2 separate regions of the Triticum aestivum genome follow, and region 2 is linked to region 1. The links are chromatin contacts, called in public HiCAR-type maps. All regions are on one chromosome and are shown on one strand. The core of a region is the stretch at or near the end of the contact, and the rest is flanking DNA. Distances in the headings are between cores, read along the strand shown. Region 1 holds the start of LOC123189856 (UDP-glycosyltransferase 73C6). Region 2 holds the start of LOC101290606 (cytokinin dehydrogenase 8).

Region 1 (5,876 bases), core at 2,007-4,506:
CTCGTGCAGGGTCGCCGCCGTCACCTGCTCCACCACCACGGGCGAAGCCAGGAGGGCTGTGGGGCCCGTCGACCATCAAGATTTCCGCCGCTGGATCACTGCTTCCGCACTCAGATGCAGTCTCTCCGGAGCCAGTCGACTGATCGAACAAGCCGTAGAGAGATTCGTTGGGCTCGATTGCCGCAACTTGTGTAGTGGCCGATTGGCGAGCCACCGCGTGACTCACCCATCGCTGAAGCCTCGACCGGCCTGAGCGCTTGCGCTGGCGGGAGACCGGGAGGGTGGACGATGGAGGGGCCGACCGATACTGGGTCGACGGTTGCCGCAGCAGAACGCCGCGGACGCATGCGCGAAAATGCGTCGCACCGCGGACGGGGAGCGCGTCTACGTCGAGTGGAGCCTCCTGGAGCCATGCGGAGTCGTCGGCGATGAAGGTGAGAGCGCCGAGACGGATCTCTTGACCCTTGACCAAAACTCCAGCAGACACCATGATGAGAGTACTCGGAAGAATCGCAACTTCTCCACAAAATCGCTAAAACACCTGCCCCACGGTGGGCGCCAACTGTCGTGGTTCTAAGCCGGACAGTAGAGTGGGGGGTAGGTATGGAGAGGCAAGGTCCTAGCTATGGAGAGGTTGTAAGCACAAAAGATGTACGAGTTCAGGCCCTTCTCGGAAGAAGTAACAGCCCTACGTCTCGGAGCCCGGAGGCGGTCGAGTGGATTATGAATGTATGAATTACAAGGTGCCGAACCCCTCTGCCTGTGGAGGAGGGTGGCTTATATAGAGTGCGCCAGGACCCTAGCCAGCCCACGCAGGAGAGGGTTTAAGGTGAGTTAAGTCTGGGGCGTTACTGGTAACGCCCCACATAAAGTGCCTTTACTATCATAAAGTCTACTTGATTACAGGCCGTTGCAGTGCAGACTGCCTCTTGACCTCCTGGTGGTCGAGTGAGTCTTCGTGGTCGAGTCCTTCAGGCCAGTCGAGTGTGTCCTCATTGGTCGACTGGAAGGCGACCTCTTCTAAGGATGTCTTGGGGTAAGTTACTTGGAACAGGTCCATGACCCTACCCTAGGTACATAACCCCATCACCTATAGCCCATCTCAAATTTCAGCATGGTTTTCTTTTGGATTTTTGCTTAGTGGAGACCGTTTCTTCTCCTTTCCGGCGGACACTTCGGGGACAGCGGTGGTCGAAGTTTTTGGTCAATGTGTTGGTGGTTGCAGGAATGAAGAAGGATTTTTCTGCATAATTCCTTTGTTGGGAGTGTTTCATGTACTTTCTCTTGGTGTGCTATCTCTTTAGATTTCTTGAGAGAGATGCTACATTTGCTGTAATCTATTGATGTTATTAATATAAATGTGGCACTTCTCGTAAAATGACTGGGCCACATACAAATTTCGATATCGAGTATTTTCCTCACTTGCTATTATATTTTCACGGGTGATTTGCTTCGAGTTGCCTGCGCCCCTACGTTTAGTGTGAGAGTGGGTCGGACTTCAGACACTTGTTCAGGTATGTTCGCTCTGGGCGAAGGAGGGATTTCCGTTAAACACTGAATACCAACTGCTGTGGGTTTGGTAGAAAGTCAAGAGGTGAAAGTAGGGTTAGAAACTTCAGTCCTTTATTGGCATTTTGGCTTATACTGCAGGAACAATCGACACAAAGAAATTATATTCTCATCCCATTAGCTAAGACTGCCCAGTCGAATTTTCAGACACAAGACTGAATCAATTCCTCTAAATTGTTGTACGACGACCCACCTTCCTTCAGAGAAGCGTTTGCTTTCGCTTTACATGCCAGAGCCTTCCTCCTCATGTCCTCCCCTTCATCCCCTCCATCCATCAGCTTCTCCAGAGCGCTGTTGACTTGCTCCGCCCCAACCTCCGCCTCCGCCTCTCCGCTGCCATGTTTGCCAGCGGTCAGGACGTTGGCCGTTGGCTTTGTCACGCCGACGGACACCCCGATGCCAAGCACGTCCACGATCAGCTTCTCGTTCACGAACTGCTCGGCGAACAGAGGCCAGGTGACCATGGGCACGCCGGCGGCGACGCTCTCCAGGGTCGAGCCCCACCCACAGTGCGTCATGAATCCGCCCACCGCCGGGTGCGCCAGGATGGCCACCTGCGGCGCCCACCCGCGCACCACGAGGCACTTGCTGTCCGCGTCGCCGTCGCCGTCGGTGTTCTCACGTAGCCACACCTTCACGTCGTCGGGCAACGAGTCAGCGCCTCTGATAACCCACATGACAGGCCAGCGGCACGAGACCAGGGCCATGCCGAGCTGCATGAGCTGCGCGGGCGGCATGCACCCGGCGCTGCCGAAGCTCACGTACACCACGGACTTGGCCTTCTTGCCGTCCAGCCACGACATGCACCGCCTCGCGTCATCGCTCTGCGGGTCGAGACTAGGTGCGCAGCACAGAGAGACCGGCCCCACGGCGAGAACTTTCCTGCCTGCGGCGGCCGCGAGAAGCGCCGTGGAGCCGTGCTCCAGCTCGTCGAAGCTGTTCACCACGACGCCGTCCATGGCCATGTCGAACTCCCGGACCTCCTGCATCACCCCGCTCCCCATGGACGTGGATGGCAAGAAATGCGGCGGCAGCTGCCTAACGAGGATCTTGCACTCGAACGCCTGCAGGACTGAGATGTCGACGAGCTCGTCCGGAGACGCAATCCCCTCTTGCCGGCCTTGCCTGTAGAGGTGCTCGATGCAGAGCAAGGCGAACGCGCCGAAGCCGTGGAAGATGTAGCAGGGCACGCCGAGGTCTCGCGCCATGGGCAGCGTCCACGTGTGGCACATCCCGGCGACGATGCAGCTCGGCCGGCGTTGCGCATCCCGAAGGCAGTACTGCGCCACCGCCTCGCCGAACTTCTTGTTGGCTTCGAAGAAGCTAGGCACCATGGCGGGGGACGTGATCAGGTCCAACCTCTCGCACCCCTCCGGCAGGCCGGCTTCGGCGGCCGGGAAGGGGATCGCGGTGACCGCGAGCGCCGTGCCGCCCAGGGTGACACGGTCGACGCGGCTCTGGACAAGCGACGCGTTGGCGGGCGTCGTGATGATGGCGACCGACGCTCCATGGGAGGCGAGAAGGCAGCCGATGTCCGTCATGGGGACGATGTGGCTGATGCTTCCTATCCATGGGACGAGCACAAAGTGAGGCTTTCTGGCGGTCTCCATTGCCTGTTACTGTGCTGCACTATGGTGTCCACAAATTCGACAAAGTTTGGTATGACTGAAAATTATGAGATGGGAACTATGGCTCTTAGTTTGTGTGCGACGAGCTGCTGGGTAGGATCTTGTTTTATATGCAGGTTCCGTGACCCGCGCGATGTGTGTCGACACATTGGGTGCACATGCGTATGCAGACGCAAGTAGCGGTCTTATTGCTCCATGATTGATATTTGATAAACTAGGAAATTAGTTGTCCTGGGCGGTGGTCGGGGCTTCAAAGGGCAAAGACGAACGAACATTCCACGCACACTACTAGAGACATGAGTTTTAGCCACCAAGGTGATCGGTTGCTAAAGGTACAAAATTGGTGGCTAGTGGTCTATTGGTACCAACACTACTTGGTCGCTTCGTGGTGGCTATAGTCTAGTCGCTATAGATATTGAGCGACCAACATTGAGAACCCTGGTCACTAAATGTCATACCAATAGCTACCAACCAAATCTGGTGACTAATGGCATCTAGGGACCAAGGGAGACTTGGTGACTGATGACATCTAGAGACCATGGACGACTTGGTTGCTAAAAATGTACAGCAACCATGTACATGGTTAGTGGCTAGAGATATCAAGTGACCAGCCAAGGCTTGGTGACTAAAAGAATGTAGAGACCAACTACATGTTGGAGACTAGACATCTTTTGTAACCAAAAAATTGTAAACCTTGGTAACTACAGGCATGAGAAAGCAACTATATCATAGGTACAGTATATTGTCACACGCTGACATTTGCAGTATGCAAGAAATCTCAGAATTTTAGACATTTGGCAGTTCAAAACCAACATTCAGAAGTTCAGAATCAACATTTGTAAACTTATGATCCAAACATTACATGCTAAACTGAATTTTGTTTTGCAAGTAGGAAATACCACTCTAGCATTTGCAAAGTACAGTACCACGTTTAGTACTGATCTGAACATATGATCCAATCAGTAAACCCCAATATGATCCAAACATTACATTTAGCATTTGTACACTGAATTTTCTTTAGATCCAACTAGTTTTCTCTTCTCAGTCTTTAGCGCGAGTATTGCTTTCCGCTGCTCCTCCAAGGTCATCTCCTATATAATGGTGGCCAGAGCACATGTTATTTCATTAACAACACCAGACATAACAAACATCAGAAAGAGTGCAAGCATGCCAATAAACTAAGCTAGAGACACCAAATTGCCAGTCACTTGATCAGCTTTGCCATAGCTCAGAAGCTCAACAACACAGGAAGAAAAACTGCACACATACATAGGAAATACATTTGTACGTAGCTAACTCTGAATCACCTACCTACTTTGCCACCTACCTACTTTTAATTTCTACTATACATTTGTACATAGCTAACTCTGAATCACATTATTCTCCAACTCCCATGGGTCAGAAACCAATAACTATCCAATTGTCCACCAAGAGACGTCGCTGGATAATGAACTAACGAATCGTGTGAAACCAACATTAAGGAACATGGTCAGGTCAGGTCTAGCAAAAGTAAACAGACTGCATACGTGATTACATCCAAGACTTGAGCTAATCTACGTACACTTAATATTATCAGCGTCGCAGCAAACTAATCAAATAAAAATGAGCGCATTAAATTAACTTAAACTGGTGTTAATAACCAGAGTGCATGGGTGGTGGCAGAACTCGACTAAGCGAGAGTAAATGTGGTCAAGAGAATTCAGTCAGATAAGTAGATTGATCTGGCATTTTGAAGAAGCAACGGGGTGGATCTAGGTGCACCGGCACACCCAAAAATTCAGAGGCCAGTAGTGTTTAAGGCTAGCTAATCGTCAATGAAGAAATGGCAAGTTAACTAGTGCCAAGCCGTGTCATTCGCCCAAGACGAGAAAGACAAGCTTGTGCCGGGGATTAACTAATAGAATGACTAGGTAAGGCAGAGAATTAATCGGCAATGCAATGTGCCTTTCTTGAGATGTGGTAGCAGGCACGAAAAGCAGGGAAAGTGCAGCATTGAATCGTGTCGGCCAGGGGGAAAGCACTGCAGGAGCGTGTTTGGTTGGTGAGGTAAACAACATAAAATAAAGCTAGCAACCTGATCATGAATACCTGGACCCTCCATCCGACACCAGAGAGCCTGTGATTCACAAATTTGGACCATCAAGATTAAGATCATGAAGAAATTTGCCAAATCACATAGTATTTTGATTGTTTGAAGGAGAGGCAAACTGATCATACCATTGCCATCAGAAGAAGAAGTTGGAGCAGGTCTATATCCTGGCCTCAAATGACTGTTGAAAATGTATACATGTATTACTAGCTATACATTGGAATTTGTAAGTCCATATATTCATGATGAGTATCTTCATTTTCTGTTACAGAATTATTAGCAAGAACTATCGTGATTAGAAGATCTCGATACCAAGTACACTGCTATATCTAAGCAAGCTGCAGGTGTAGGAGGCATCATCTAAAATACCAGAGCATGGGAAAAATAACATTACCTTGCAAATGATCTTGGAAAACTTGACATCCTTTCTACAGTGTTAGATATCAGCGAACCTGTGGCAGAAATTGGAATGCTTTATAAAAGGCAATATGCTACATGTATTTTCAGTGAATAAAAAATGCCAAAAATAGTTGAGATTGATGTGTTGCATACCTATTCCGTCAGATGGCATTGGCCGCTCAGTTGTGAAA
Region 2 (5,876 bases), core at 1,040-3,539, 470 kb before region 1:
AGAAAAGAAAAATCTTTGATGAGGCTGACCGGTCGATGCAGTACACTTTTCTTTTGCCAAATGATAAGTGCCACACGTGTGACACGAAGTAACACCGCCCTGACATTTTTTACAACTTAAAAAAATTGTCATCCGAAAAAAACTAAAACTTGTCATCCAAACAGAAATTTAGACATGCTCACAACTAAAAGTGTCATCCATGGGTAAATAAACTTGTCATAAAAAACGTCAGGGCTGAATTGCTTCGTGCCACATGTATGGCATTTGTCAGGGTCATCTTTTCCCAAATGATAATACGTGTCTCATTTGTGTAATGAAAATCAAAGTTACTGATACACTAGACATTGATCTAATAAAGCTGAAAAGATAATATAGCAGAATTCCAGCTTTTGCACAAAAGACTACCAACATAGAAAGAAAACTACAATCAAATCGAAAAATCATCCGAGTTTGGTGCCAATGTCCGTCATCTACTTCAGGCACCATCGTAGCAGCCACAAAAATAAAATGTGACGGATCATCCCTTTGTCCAAGCTCGTCGCGACTCCATCGCTAATAAGCAACTTTTCAAACCTTTAAAGTAGCTTACGAAAGGCGAATCCATCGCCCGTTGAAAGAATCTGGCCGATGCAGCACTTAGGACACGTCATCAAATTTTAGATCTGACACCCCCGCTCGGCAATGATGTCGAAAAAAGAAACCATATCTACCATCTGGCAACCACGGATCCAGCATATGATCCACCATCTTCCGGTTGTTGTCAAAGCATACTACTATCTACATTCCCTCCTGCACTACCTCTCGAGCACCACGCTGTCATCGGAGCAAACACCGTCACAACGACGGATCTCAATGACACAACTCCATTATCGTAATGCCTCCGCTACTACACCATCCCCACTTGAATAGATTAGCAATCGAATCCAAGTGGGTGATGGATTCAACGCCGACGTAGCCCTTATCGACGCCATAACGTCGAACGGCCAAAAACCTAAGCTACTAGGAGTAGGTCCTAAAATCCAAATCTACACGATCCATACACGCGGATCCAACAAACCCCTTGCCCCCAACGCTCCCCCATATCACCGGCGGAGGACGGCGCCGGAGTATGAGAACCATCGAAGCCCTAGCCGCCCTAGCCGCCGCCGTAAGAGGATTTAGGTTTTCGTGACTTAAGCCTGAGAACTTCCACGCGGCAAGCACGCCTTCTTTCTAGAAAATAGTCCGCAAGCACACGTACGTATCGCGCCGACGAGACCCATGGTGACGGCAGGCGACGCAAGTGACGTTTCGTATGGGACGCGTGGGTACGTACGTCGCCGCAGACGCCGGCGGCGAGTGCATGCACGTAACGTGTGCTACGTGGGTGTCGCTGCCCAGCAGTGTCGAGCAAGCACGCCACGGACGCACGGGGTGTGCGCCAGGCAGGCAGGTAGGCCGCAACGGGGAAGCGCCGCTGCTGCAGACACGCACCTGTCCGGCCGCCCGCTTTCGCGTTCGCGCTCGCGCTCGCAGCCCAGCGTTGAAGTTTCTGCGGGGATGGCGGGAGAGAAGCCAAGACGGGTCACTCGTTCCGCGGTGGGAGTCAAAACGGTCGCTGGCAAGTAGAGTAGTAATGCCGTCTAAGCGTCAGCCACAGTGACCACCGGAGATGGATCGGTGCGCTCTCGTAGCCACCGTCGAGGAGGCGACTGACCGCTACGTGCCGTGGCAGGCACTACATACTGATACTATACAGAGTTTTTTCTAATATACCGTCGATTAGAATACGCACTGCTGTACATGGGTTTCTGCAGTTCTATAAAATATACGAGGACGAGGCCTTTTTCCAAGACATGGGTCCAATATAGCCACGAGTACCCTTCTTTTTCCACAATCTAGCAGTAATACAGCGATATATCCATCCAAAAAAGATTAGGATTGCTAAATCTCAGTCAAACCAAGTCTCAGTTGATGCTCCAATCCAAAACAAGTGTCGCAGTTTTAAACTAGAGCTTGTTATCTAATAGCAGTATAAGGTTTTTTTAAAATGGATCTCTTCTTAAACTTCTTCACGATGTAAGTTGCTCTCTTGCCCAAGGTTTAGTGGTTAATCCTCTTGGGACAAACGCGATCGATCAGTGGAAGTGTGGAGCGAACGGAGGCGGGAAACAGGTCCGGGCCCTCGTGGATCCGCCGTACCCCACTCCGGGTTTCCATTAGATTCTCTCTCAGGGCCCGACCGCGTCACGGCACGGCTTACGACCGGCGACAGAGACCCATTCCTCTCCTCTCCGCTTGTATATATCCGCGAGCTGTCTCGCCTCGCTCCCTCTCCCTCCCTCCCTCCCATCGATCCACAGTTCTTGTGGGAACCCAAGGATCCATCCAGACAGAGACGTCCCGGCCGAGGCAGCAATCACCAAACAGCTCGCGCGAGCGACCACGAGCGACCACGCCTTCAGCTACCTTGCTTCTTCCATCGGCCTCGTCCAGCAAGGAGCGCCATCGGGCCCCGTAACTTGTCCAAGCGCGCGCTCGACACTCGACAGACGGACGGAGCTGGTTGGCCAGGAAGCCATGGACCTCAAGGCGCTGTGCATGTACGCCGCCGTGCTAGCCCTGTTCCTCTGCTCCGCGGCGACCTTCATCCAGAGCCCCACCGACGTGTTCGGCCCGGTGGCGCTCCTCGAGCCGACCCCGTCCTCGGCGCGCGACTTCGGCGCCGTCGTCTCCGACGCGCCCTTCGCGATCCTCCGCCCGGGGTCCTCCGCCGACATCGCGCTCCTCCTGGGCGCGCTGTCGTCCGCGCCGCCGCGCCCGAGGGCGACCGTGGCCGCGCGCGGCGTGGGGCACTCGCTTCAGGGCCAGGCGCAGGCGCGCGACGGCATTGTGGTGGAGACGCGTTCCCTGCCACGCACCGTCGTGGTGGTGGCGGCGCCGCGGGCGGGCGGCGAGGCCACCGCTTGCGCCTACGCGGACGTGGGCGCCGGCGCTCTGTGGGTGGAGGTGCTGGAGGAGTGCCTGAAGGCCGGGCTGGCGCCGCTGTCCTGGACGGACTACTTGTACCTCACCGTGGGCGGGACGCTGTCCAATGCCGGCATCAGCGGCCAGGCGTTCAAGCATGGCCCGCAGATCAGCAACGTCCTGCAGCTCCAAGTCGTCACAGGTATGCAGCACTCAACAGCCACCGCGCACATGCAGCCTACTGTCAATTTTTCTTATTCTCATAAACCCTTTCTCTGTTTCATTTCAATTTTCAAAAAAGAAAAGAACAAAACGCTGAACCTGTAAATTCTGCAGTGATTTACCCCTCCTTTTCATGTTCTTGGTATGTTGGCCGCAGGGAATGGGGAGGTCGTGACATGCTCGCGCACCAAGAGCCCGGATCTCTTCTTCGCAGTTCTTGGCGGTCTCGGCCAGTTCGGCATCATCACCAGGGCACGGATTCTACTCCAAGAAGCTCCTCCAAAGGTACATGCAGTCGCCTCATGCCTTCGTTTCTACTGCCAATCATCTTTCGTTACTCTTAAGCTTTATTTGACAATTGGTTATTGTTTTTACCATCCTGGTGATCATCAGGTGCGATGGGTGAGGGCCTTCTACGAGAGCTTCGAAACATTCACCAAGGACCAAGAGCTTCTGATCTCAATGCCGGAGCAGGTGGACTACGTGGAGGGGTTCATGGTTCTGGATGAGCACTCCATCCGCAGCTCATCCGTTGCCTTCCCCGCCAGCATCGATTTCAGCCCAGACTTCGGCTCCGAGGGCAGGAAGAAGGTCTACTACTGCATAGAGTTTGCAGTGCATGACTTCCAGCAGGACGGCTCCAGCTCCAGTGTCGACAATGTCAGTCTCCTGAATTCACACAGAATTTTCAATTTTCAATTTAAATAAAAAACGCGAGTTAACATCTTGAACAGCAACAGAAAAGGACGGCTGAATACTGGAGTAACGAGTTAGTCTTCTTGTGGTCTTTAAAAAAATTGTGCAGGTTGTGGAGCTGGTGGCAGGGGAGATGAGCCACATGAGGCCCCACATGTACAGCGTGGAGGTGTCCTACTTCGACTTCCTGAACAGGGTGAGGATGGAGGAGGAGAGCCTGAGGAGCCAGGGGCTCTGGGACGTGGCTCACCCCTGGCTCAACATGTTCGTGCCCAAGCATGGCGTCGCTCAGCTCAAGGACCTGCTCATGGACACCGTCTTGGCGGGAGACTTCCAGGGGGCCATCCTTGTCTACCCTCTCCTCACTGACAAGTACGCACATCTATCCTTCCTCCTCTGGCAAAAGTATATCATCATCATCTCCATTTTCCTGTTGCAAATTAGTGTTAGCTCACGATATCTTAACCATCGGTAAAGCTGTCAGGTACTACTACCTCTGTTCGTTGGGTGTAGTCTACACTAATAAACTCATCTCAAAAATAAAGCCTAAAGCCATCCCTTTCGCGATATTTGCAAGATTTTTCGGGTGCAGAAAATCATTGGATGATGTGGCGAGATCGCCTTTGTACGCGCATAATTAGTGTCAAAGTGCTGTTATGTTTGTGGCTTTTGGTCGATCTTTTTCTTCTGCTCGGGGCGTCGTAGTTATCCTCTCCAAAAACACTTGCCTGGCCAACCTAACGCGCGGCACCTTTGGCCCAATCGTGACAACTGACAGAGCCATGACATCTCGCTACAGCAGCCGAGAGAGAGATGCACAGCCCCGTAGCGGTCGCCTCCTTTTGCGACACCGGATCATGCGGTCTCGCTGCATCTGCCCGTCAACCGTCAGATACAGTGAAACTAGTGAGCCTACCGAAGCTCACCCTTCACCAGCTCCGCATCTGCTTCGTCTGTTACTGTTGTTACCCACCTCTTGCAAAAAGATTACACCGGGACAAGCCGACCACTAACCAAGAAGGGCCCTTAACCAGTATGGAAACCATCATAGACCGTAGTAGTATTTAATGGTAGTCCTTTGCGGCTGTAGCAGGCTAGCAGCACTGTGATATGATACTGTCTTCAAGTGCTGTATCTTGCAAGTTGCAACTTTTGGCTTTGGTGGCCGGCTTGTGTGTCTACTCTCCTCTGCTTCCACCAACAGTGCACACCTATGGCGGCTAGTACTACGGTCTGTTGCTTGTCCCCCTCTCCGGTCCTGGTCCAAGCCTTTCTTCTTCCCGCCTTGACGCCCCTGTCTGTCCCATACAAGCATCCTAGTTCCCCACCGTGTACAGCGACGGTACTGTACAGTCTAACACAGGCGCGAGTGAGTAATTTTTCGTTTGTAAGGGCCAGAACTTCGGATTTTTGGCTGCGGCCCAGTTTTGTGGATCCTCGCGATTTGAAGATCCAGTGTGGCCTGTCAGCTCGGCTCCAGCCAGAACCCTTAATGCTTATCAATTGGGTTCTCTGCATCCAAAACCCTCTGTTTCTGTGACCTGACATGATCCGGGTGATGAAGAGATGTTTCACCTTTTCTCGACAGCAAATCTACAATGCCCCAGAGAAGGGTTTCCACGTTCTATTTATGTCCATCAACCAAACCAAACAAGCATAAATGACCGCCCTTCAAAAAAATTCATACATTTCCGAAAGAATGCAATGCTTCCTTCCAATTCCCAGTTCTGAACATGTTGAACCCGCCAGTCATCATCTGATCTTTGTGGATCTTTTTCAGGTGGGACGGGAACACGTCGGCGGTCATCCCGTCGGCGCCGGGCGGGGTGATGTACATCTTCAGCGTGCTCCGGTCGGCCGACCCGTCGCGGTGCGGCCGCGGCTGCGTCGAGGAGATCCTGGAGCAGCACCGCCGGGTGGCCGACGAGGCGTGCCGGGCCGGCGGCGGCATCGGCGCCAAGCAGTACCTTGCCCGGCAGCCCACGCAGGCGCATTGGCGCAGCCATTTCGGG

What was found. HiCAR-type assays count read pairs that join an accessible place to other places.
Region 2: a contact with region 1 is called in a HiCAR-type map of leaf, with 9 times the contacts expected there. The contact joins the promoter of LOC101290606 here to the promoter of LOC123189856 in region 1. A contact is called at or near these places in 2 of 5 Hi-C or Micro-C datasets (both in leaf) and 1 of 1 datasets of contacts at active chromatin or transcription factors (leaf).

What each region holds. Positions count from the first base shown.
Region 1 is chr2A:624,482,276-624,488,151 of IWGSC CS RefSeq v2.1, reverse strand. It overlaps LOC123189856 (UDP-glycosyltransferase 73C6), which reads right to left and starts at 3,256. Exons shown (of 1, transcript XM_044602361.1): 1 at 1,607-3,256. The coding sequence starts at 3,179. The coding sequence ends at 1,713. It overlaps LOC123189857, which reads right to left. Exons shown (of 10, transcript XM_044602365.1): 6 at 5,839-5,876; 7 at 5,681-5,738; 8 at 5,415-5,467; 9 at 5,286-5,313; 10 at 4,020-4,288. The coding sequence ends at 4,282.
Region 2 is chr2A:624,951,954-624,957,829 of IWGSC CS RefSeq v2.1, reverse strand. It overlaps LOC101290606 (cytokinin dehydrogenase 8), which reads left to right and starts at 2,289. Exons shown (of 5, transcript XM_044602368.1): 1 at 2,289-3,148; 2 at 3,326-3,453; 3 at 3,562-3,828; 4 at 3,974-4,236; 5 at 5,645-5,876. The coding sequence starts at 2,560.